3 separate regions of the Sus scrofa genome follow, and all the other regions are linked to region 1. A link is a contact called in public HiChIP or PLAC-seq data. All regions are on one chromosome and are shown on one strand. Each heading gives the region's core, a stretch centred on a gene start, on an enhancer-like site or on the middle of the called end of the contact. The rest is flanking DNA. Distances are from core to core; before and after follow the strand shown.

Region 1 (2,918 bases), core at 166-2,665:
CTCCGTAAGAGTTTTATCCTATGGTTTTGAAGTAGGTAACTTCTTGGTTATTAATTTGATCCTCCTATGAGTTTTAATAAGGAATCAAATCAGAAGGCTCGCTTTCTTGATGGACATGTTAAAAATGACAGATGACATGAAAACATTTAAATTCAAATAGATCCTTTACATTTGTAGCTACTTGTACAATTTTGGGTGGGCTAGAGATCTTTCTGGAACTACTGAGAACTGACTTGAATTAATAGACAGAAATAAAGACAAGAATATGTCCTGCATAGTCAAGCAGGTCTTGCATAGGCCTTTTCAGTCTGCATGGGAAAAAAATGTTCTCTGGGGCTTTTACATATATAACATGGGTAATAGTCTATGCTATTGTGCCTGTTTTTACTTTTACATATATGACAAATAGCATTAGAAAAGCAGCAAGCCACCATAAAAAAATCTATCTGGACATATAGATAGGTAGATATAAATATAGAGATATGTCTTTTACAAAACAGCAATTATAATATCTTGCTTGATACAGTAAAATGCATCTGGGTTACTGAGAATTTTAGGATGACATTTTCTAAATACATTAATGTTTCAGATACAACTATGGTTCCCTTTTTGCTAATATGTTTACACTTCTTTGTCTGAATTGAAAAGAGGAAGTATTACAATATGATTGCTTCCTTAAATAATGACATGGCAAAATGTCTGAAATGTGACAGGAAAAGCAAACTTAAACTTTTGTTCTGATGGAAGAAAGACTAAGATTATTGCAAATTGTTTTTTTTTTTTTACTGTAGTTTGGTTTGTTTCAAAGAGCACATTTGTGAAACATGTAATCTGTTACGTGGTCCCCCTTAGACAAGAGGGATGTCCTCAGTAATTCAAGTTCCGAAGATGCTCTTTAGGGCTTCTCTCTGTAACCAGGCATTCATTTTCAACATAAATGCTTCTTTCTGCAGAGAGACTGTGTCTGATTAACTGATAGCCAAGGAGTTGTGGGTTTTTTTGTTTTTTTTTGTTTTTGTCTTTTTAGGCTGACACGTGGAAGTTCCCAGGCTAGGTGTTGAATCAAGAGATGTAGCTGCCAGCCTACGCCACAGCCACAGGAACACAGGATCTGAGCCACGTCTGCGACCTACACCACAGCTCAAGGTAACACCGGATCATTTGACACACTGAGTGAAACCTGGGATCCAACCTGTGTTCTCATGGATCCTAGTCGGGTTCTTAACCTGCTGAGCCACAACGGGAACTCCTTGATGGCCTAGGAGATTAATGATAACTTAAAATGCATTTCAATTCTTCTCCCTCATTGAGTGACACTCAGTTTTCTAAATCAATAACAAGCACACTTTCCACATCAGAGCATTTCATTGTCTCCCTGCGTTACTATGGTTGCATAATGAGTCACCCCAAAGCATGGCACGATAATCATGCCTTAGATAGTGTATGCTTTCTCACGGTTTCTGTGGTCAAAAATTCAGATCAGGTACAGAATGAAGGTTGGTTTCTGATTCACAACATCTGGGGCATCAGCTGGAAAACTCAGAGGCTGGGGGCTGGAAACCTCTGAACGATCATTCGCTCACACGTTATGATGGCAGTTGATGCTTGCTCATTGCTGGGGACTGGCTGGGGACTGTCCCACACTGGACACCTCGGTGGGATGGGTTTCCTTACCACGTGATGGCCGAGTTGTAAGGGCAAGTATCCCAAGAAAGAGGAAGAAAGAAATGGAGGTTGCGTGGCCTTTGTATGACCTGGGCTTCAAAGTTACATGTTTAGTGACATTTTTCAAAGTCACATGATTTCTTGAGGCAATCACAGGTCCCTGTTCAGGTGCATAAGAAGGGAACAGAGGTTCCCCTCTCTCTGTGGGAGAAGTGAAAGTCTCCTTTAAGACAAGCATGTGGGATGGGATAAATATACAGGTAGAACCATCTTTGAAAGATACAATCTGGGAGTTCCTATTTTGGTTCAGCAGCAACAAACCTGGCCAGTATCCATGAAGGTGAGAGTTTGATCCCTGACCTCACTTAGTGGGTTATGATCCGGTGTTGCTGCAAGCTGCAGTGTAGGTCCAGATGTGGCTCTTCTTTGTGTATGTCTATAACTGAATCACTTGGTTGCACAGCAGAAATTATCACAACCTTGTAAATCAATTATATTTCAATGAAACTTAAAAATATGAAAAATGTATCGGCTTCTAATTAAAATTATACGTATGCATTTTATCATATAATATTTGCTATTTTTGACTTCTTCAGTTATTATTTTTCTAAATACTCAGCAAAACAAACAAACAAACAAACACACAAAAAAACCAGGAGTTCCCATCATGGCTCAGTGGAAATCTGAATCTGACCACCATCCATGAGGACGCAGGTTCAATCCCGGCTTTGCTCAGTGGGTTAAGGATCCATGGTTGCTGTGAGCTGTAGCCTAAGTCACAGATGCGTCTCGGATCCCGCATTCCTGTGGCTGTGGTGTAGACCAGCTGCTGTAGCTCTGATTCGACCCCTAGCCTGGAAAGCTCCACATGCTTTTTAGGTGCGGCCCTAAAAAGACAAAAAACAAACAAAAAACTCATATTAGAACATGGAGATGCTAAGACTTATGGAGGTTAGAGCTGGAAGAGGTCTTAGAGATTTAACCTAGATTCCCATTTTTACAGATGATGTCATCAGTGATCATTTTAGAGGAATTTGCATGAATTTTAAGGCTCTAGATACACATGGTTTTCTTCTGGAGAGGCCCAGTTCTGAAATCCTGCACGTTAGGGAAGACAATCAGAACCTTGTGTTATCCTGATCTTTGTTCCTCATCTTCTAGTGACATGGACGTTCCTGGCAGTCCCATAAGAGCTGAAGCAGTAAAGGTGTAACAGTGTAACAACCGCTGTGGCACAGTGCTTGCCAGTCTGG
Region 2 (2,918 bases), core at 126-2,625, 670 kb before region 1:
TAACCTCTCTAAGGAGTAAAGCTAATCTACCGACCCTGGGTTGTGGCGAAGGAAAGGGCAGTGTTGGTTTGCAGGTGCCGAGCAAGGAGTCCAGGGACTTAATGCTAAAAAGGCCTGAACTCCCCGAAGGCTGTCAAGGATATGTTTGTGTTTTTTGTGGCCACACCCATGGCATTTAGAAGTTCCCCTGGCCAGGGACTGAACCCACGCCACAGCAATGGCAGTGACCCGAGCCACTGCCATGATGACACGGGATTCTTAACCTGCTGAGCCACCAGGGAAATCCAGGGCAGCGTTTTTAAAGACAGGATGTGGGAGGGCTTTGCAGGGGCGTGACTACCCTGTGGATGTTCTTCTGACTGGTTGGTGATGACGTAATCTGAAGTCAAGGTCATCACCCTAGAGTTAACTTCTCCCACCGGGTTGGGGTTTCAGTATCTGCAAAACAGCTCAAGAGATGTGGCTCAGAATATTATCTACAGCCCTTGAGGAGGAACCCAATGTCCTTGACTTTGTTTAATGGCTAAACTATTATTATTTTGTCTTGCTTGACTGTTTTTCTTTCTTTCTGCATTTTCTCACTTCTCTGATTAATTTTACTCTTTGGGACTCCGGGAAAGCCTAGGAGGCTACCGTTTTTCTCAAGAGGCAGGAGGAGGACAAGTATATAAGGGTGGCCTGTTCCGGGAAGACCTCATATGGTCCTGCTCAATTACATCAGTATCTCACCCAACTGTGCGTTGTGAGGATTAAGTCAGGTCCGGAGCGCACCACCTGAGCCCGCCCCCACCCCCACTCAGTGAACCCTCTGCAAATGGCTGTGCTGACTCGATCATTGCCATGGTCACTGCGTCCCTGCTAGTTAAAGATGTAGCTAGCTGGGAGAAGCCATGAAAGGAACGGAACTTTCTCTTCGCCAGGGCATTCCTGGGGGACCGGAGAGGAGGAGGGGTAGCTAATCTTTGGGGGCGGGGCCTTGTACCTGTAAATTCAAGGACTTCTCCCTCCATCCTCCTTTTCTTCGCGTGCATTGTAGTGTACACGACTGTCCAGCAGGGGGCACCCTCCCCCTGCCGCCGCCTCATTATTTCAGCCTTCTCTGCAGGCTGCGGGGTTGACTTCCCTCCAGCGCCTGTTCTCAGAAAGCATGACTATAATTGGGCATTTTTCCCCATTGAAATAAAACAGGGCCGCTGTCGACAGCAAGTTGTCTCAGCAAGTTGTCCACGATTTGCAGAAACTATTTTTCAAAATAACCCAAATCTATGTTGCCACAGACATTAGCTTTGCACAGTCACCCCGCCAGCCCCCACTCCAACTGCTTTACTCATTCACAAGCTTGGAAGGTACAGGCCCGGAAGGTGGGGTTGGACACGGTCTCTGATGCGAGTTAGCACAGGGGCTCTGCTACCAACTGGATGTGTGTGTGTGTGTCCGCCCCCCCACACACACTTTGTACGTTGAAATCGGAATGTGACTGTATTTGGAGACAGGCAGGGAGGACCTGATAAAGATGAGGTGAGGTCATGATGGTGGAGCCCTAATCAGATGGGACTGCTGCCCTTAGAAGAAGAGGAAGAGAAAGCAGGGCGGCTCCCCCGACACTTGCCCCCCCCCCCCCCACCCCCCGGCCAAGGCCAAGGGGGAACCCGGTGAGAAGACACCCTGAACTTCCAGCCCCCAGAACTGGGAGAAAATAAACATCTGCAGTTTAAACCACCCCATCTGTGGCTTCTTCTTTTTTTTTTTTAAACGAGACAAGCACCTATTCAGGAAAGCACTTTCTTTCTTAGATCATTATTATTGTTGGTGGTGTCATAGCCAACTCATTATTTTCTCGGTAAAACTAATACTTACAATGATGATGCCCACAGGTCTGCCCCTCCTGTGAAGTGTGAAAGCTGTCTTCTCACTCAGCACTTTCTACACCCCGCCTCGCTTCTCTGTTGCGTTTGTCCTCTCAGGCCTGCGCCGCTGCGCACCAAAGGCCAGATGCAGGCCACAGGTGCCACAAGCAAGAGAGAAAAATGAAGTGGAACCTCCTTGTAATTTTGATTTGTGTTTCTCGCAAAATTACTGATGTTGAGCTTCTTTTCATGTGCCTGTTGGCTCTCTGTAGGTCCTCCTTGTTGAAATGTCTATTTAAGTCTTCTGCCCATTTTTCAAATTTTTTTTCAATTTTTTTCTTTTTTTTTTTTTTTTTTTTTTGCAGTTGAGGTGTATGAGTTGCTTGTATTTTTTGGAGATTAAGCCCTCGTTGGTGGCATCATTTGCAACTAGTTCCTCCCATTCTGTAGGCTGCCTTTTTGGTTTTTTGATGGTTTCCTTTGCTGGGCAAAAGATTTTAAGTTTGATTAAGTCCCACTGGTTTGTTTTTGTTTTTATTTCTATTGCTTTGAGAGACTGACATAAGAAAACAGAACATTGTAAATCAACTATAATAAAAATTTTTTTTTGCTAAAGAATTAAAAAGAGAGAGAAACGACACACATGTTGTTTCCTAGTGTTGTCGAAAAATAGGACAGGTTCTCTGTTTTTCTGTGGAAAGGCATGTAAGCCAGCCTATGAATTGGCCCATGAACTTGGCTTTGCACAGCCTGCGGTGGGTGGGGTGGGGAGCGGTGGCCAGCCAGGGTGTTGGGTGCCTTGGTGCTCAGGGAGGAGGGAGAGGGCTGTGGGAGCTGCACTTCCCCGCTGGGTCATGCAGAATCCAGAACGAATGGGGTCTCCCCCACCCACCTCCCCCTAGGGCAGGCTGAAGACCAGGCCAGCCTGTTGGTCTTGGGGGCTCAGCAGCTCAGCCCCCACCCCTAGGAGAAAGCCGTGCTTGGCATTAACATTCCCAGTGTCTGCTCAGGTTTGTAGCCACCCAAACCAGCACTCGTGGCTGGACCACAGGCTGTCCCAGTAATTCTGAG
Region 3 (2,918 bases), core at 280-2,779, 560 kb before region 1:
ACGTGCGGTGATTCTAGGTTGATATAAAGAAGAAAAAGTTGGGAGTTCCCGCTGTGACACAGCAGGTTAAGAACCTAACTAGTATCCATGAGGATGCAGGTTCAATCCCTGGCCTTGCTCAGTGGGTTTGGGATCTGGCATTGCTGTGAGCTTCGGTGTAGGTCACAGATGCCGTTCGGATCCCGCTTTGCTGTGGCTGTGGCGAGGGCAGCAGCAGCAGCTCAGATTTGACCCCTAGGCCAGGAACTTCCATATGCCGCAGGTGTGGCCGTATGAAAAAGAAGAAGAGGAAGAAAGAGTTCGTCCTAATCCCCGACACCTGCCCATCCTAGTTGAAGACCTTCCTGGGCACAGCCCTTAGCATTGAGGCTTCCCCATGTTCTGACAGCTTATTCTTCATTTCTTCCATTCATTCATAAGTTACTAAACACCCTCACTACAACCTGTTGACATCTGCTCCCTTTGTCTCCTTCTCTTCGAAGCAGAGGATAAAGGTGCCCCACTTCCATTTGCACCTGCAGGGCCTAATGTAGAGAAGGTAATTAACTGATCCCTGTTTGTTGAATGCTCAGCGTCTCTACCTGAGGCAGGGGCAAGAAGGAGAAGGATTTTTCTCGCTTCTATTCCAAGGTGGTGCCAGAAAGGGAAAACCCGACTGACTGGAAATAATCCTGTGTAAGATGCTTACAGGTAAACCCTATTTACGTGTGGAGCAATTATCTAGCTTCAAATGGACTTTTCAACCGCTTGAGTAATAGATTTCTGCCCAGTTGGATGGGCTCTGTTGCAAATCTGATTCAGGCATGGACATGCAAAAGCTGTGGATCAGCCATGATCTAAGCCAGGGGGTTATATATATAAATATATATTTTTGTCATTGTCTGCAAACAACGATGAGCTGATAAGAGATAGATGGAAAAGATGTGCTCCTGCTTTTCATATCTAAATGTGAACTTAGCCAGCCCAAGCGCTCCAGTGGAAATACACTGTCAAGACAGCATTTCAATTTAAACCAAGTCCATTGCTATCAGTTCAAGATATTGGCTCTCTGGTGTTGCACCACATACACTCCTTCTCCAGGATCCCCTCCCGCTCACTGGGCCTGCGTGTGACAGAGGAGGCTGCTCTGATTCGAGAGCTTAAAGAGTGAAAGGGTGAGTGGGGGCAGCCTGTGCCTCCTTCTCTGAATAACTGGATTTGTGTGGTATCTTTGGACCCCCACCCCACCCCCAGCAAAAGGAGGTGGTAAGACATGGAGGACATGCAAGTGACGTGAAATTTACAAGACATTTTCTTAGCTGGTTGGGATATATTCTGCCTTGGTTTGAGTGGTCTCAATCAGCAAGTCCAAGATGGGTGGGAGAGGGCCTTTGAGTCAAACTGGTCCCACCATTTAATATTTTAGGAACAGGAAGGAAGTGTAACGTTTACCTACAGAGTCTTTAAGGTCAAAGTCTCAGAAAACATCCCCATGTAATGTTCGAATACAAAACAGACAGCAATCTCCAGCAGAAAGAGGAAGTTTTGAGGCCTCCCCTTTCTCCTGTCCCTCACAATGAAGGAACGGTATTGGCAATGTGAGATCATATCTCTAGTGCTCTCAAACCACCTCCATCCACACTCGAGGTATCTACAGAGCTTCCCCTGTATGCCTGCGAATGCAGCCTTGTTTAGCTCTGCTTTGACCTGTGGGTGCCTTGTTTCCACCTTGGGGATTATTACTAATGCCATTCATTCGCTCATCAAACCGTTCTCAAGTTTTCCAGGAGCGGAAGAGAAGGACAGGAAGAGGGATATGAAGAAGCCTAGGGAGTTCTGCAGAGAACGCACAGACCAGGAGGGGAGTCAAGCTTTGAAACAATGATAAATCGGTGCCAGGTGTGGTTGGTATCCCAGCATTGAAGGTACAAGGGGAGCACGGCGGCCAGCTGTGCAGCTGAGAATAATAATATCATTTTCGTAAGGTCGGAAGATGCATTAGATGATGTGGACAAAATACTTAAAAATAGAGACTGATCGGAGTTCTTATTGTGACTCAGCAGGTTAAGAACCCAGCTAGTGTCCATGAGGACGAGGGTCCAGCTCACAGCAACACCAGATCCCCAACCCACTGAGCAAGGCCAGGGATTGAATCTGTGTCCTCATGGATAGTAGTCAGATTTGTTTCTGCTGCGTCACAACAGGAACTTCTATTAGGCATTAGATTGTAAAGCTCAAAATGCACTTCCTCTAGAATCTTAGGGATTCTACCCCTGGTTATATTTCCTACAGCTACTATTGCAAATGCACTAGGAGACAAGCACAAGAATGTTCATAACAGCATTGCTCAGGATAGAAAAAAAACTGGAAACAATCTGTCAATTACCAAGAGAATGGGTTCATTGTAGTATATTCATAAAATTGAATACTTTTCCACGGTAATGATAAACCACAGCTCCACACACCAATGCGACCAAATCTTAAGAAACATACTGCCTATTTCATGTTATAAAAGCAATTGTGGGAGTTCCCCTCGTGGCTCAGTGGTTAACGAATCCAACGAGGAACCATGAGGTTGTGGGTTCGATCCCTGGCCTTGCTCAGTGGGTTAAGGATCCAGCGTTGCCGTGAGCTGTGGCATAGGTTGTAGACGCGGCTCAGATCCCGCATTGCTGTGGCTCTGGTGTAGGCCGGTGGCTACGGCTCCAATTCGACCCCTAGCCTGGGAACCGCCATATGCCACGGGAGCGGCCCAAGAAATAGCAAAAAGACCAAAAAACAAAAACAAAAACAAAAAAACAAAAGCAATTGTGTTAAGAGTTCCTGTTGTGGCTCAGCGGGTTAAGAACCTGTTGTGGCTCAGCGGGTTAAGAACCTGTTGAGTATCCATGAGGATTCAGGTTTGATCCCTGGCCCTGCCCAGTGGGTTAAGAATCCGG

Evidence for each region. HiChIP or PLAC-seq counts read pairs in DNA pulled down with a chosen protein or histone mark.
Region 2: an H3K27ac HiChIP or PLAC-seq map of alveolar macrophages shows a contact between it and region 1. The contact joins two enhancer-like sites. A contact is called at or near these places in 2 of 5 promoter capture datasets (fetal skeletal muscle and liver), 3 of 47 Hi-C or Micro-C datasets (brain, omental adipose tissue and subcutaneous adipose tissue) and 1 of 2 datasets of contacts at active chromatin or transcription factors (alveolar macrophages).
Region 3: an H3K27ac HiChIP or PLAC-seq map of alveolar macrophages shows a contact between it and region 1. The contact joins two enhancer-like sites. A contact is called at or near these places in 1 of 47 Hi-C or Micro-C datasets (embryonic fibroblasts) and 1 of 2 datasets of contacts at active chromatin or transcription factors (alveolar macrophages).

What each region holds. Positions count from the first base shown.
Region 1 is chr10:15,031,901-15,034,818 of Sscrofa11.1, forward strand. No RefSeq gene overlaps it. Among named protein-coding and RNA genes, the nearest start is that of AHCTF1, 8.8 kb to the right of the region's middle. Within about 2 kb of position 1,416, at least 9 of the 83 cell types and tissues checked have an H3K27ac peak or open chromatin away from gene starts, as enhancers often do. A contact at or near this core is called in alveolar macrophages, where this site is marked.
Region 2 is chr10:14,357,001-14,359,918 of Sscrofa11.1, forward strand. No RefSeq gene overlaps it. Among named protein-coding and RNA genes, the nearest start is that of STUM, 64 kb to the left of the region's middle. Within about 2 kb of position 1,376, at least 26 of the 83 cell types and tissues checked have an H3K27ac peak or open chromatin away from gene starts, as enhancers often do. A contact at or near this core is called in alveolar macrophages, where this site is marked.
Region 3 is chr10:14,475,277-14,478,194 of Sscrofa11.1, forward strand. No RefSeq gene overlaps it. Among named protein-coding and RNA genes, the nearest start is that of ITPKB, 7.2 kb to the left of the region's middle. Within about 2 kb of position 1,530, at least 1 of the 83 cell types and tissues checked has an H3K27ac peak or open chromatin away from gene starts, as enhancers often do. A contact at or near this core is called in alveolar macrophages, where this site is marked.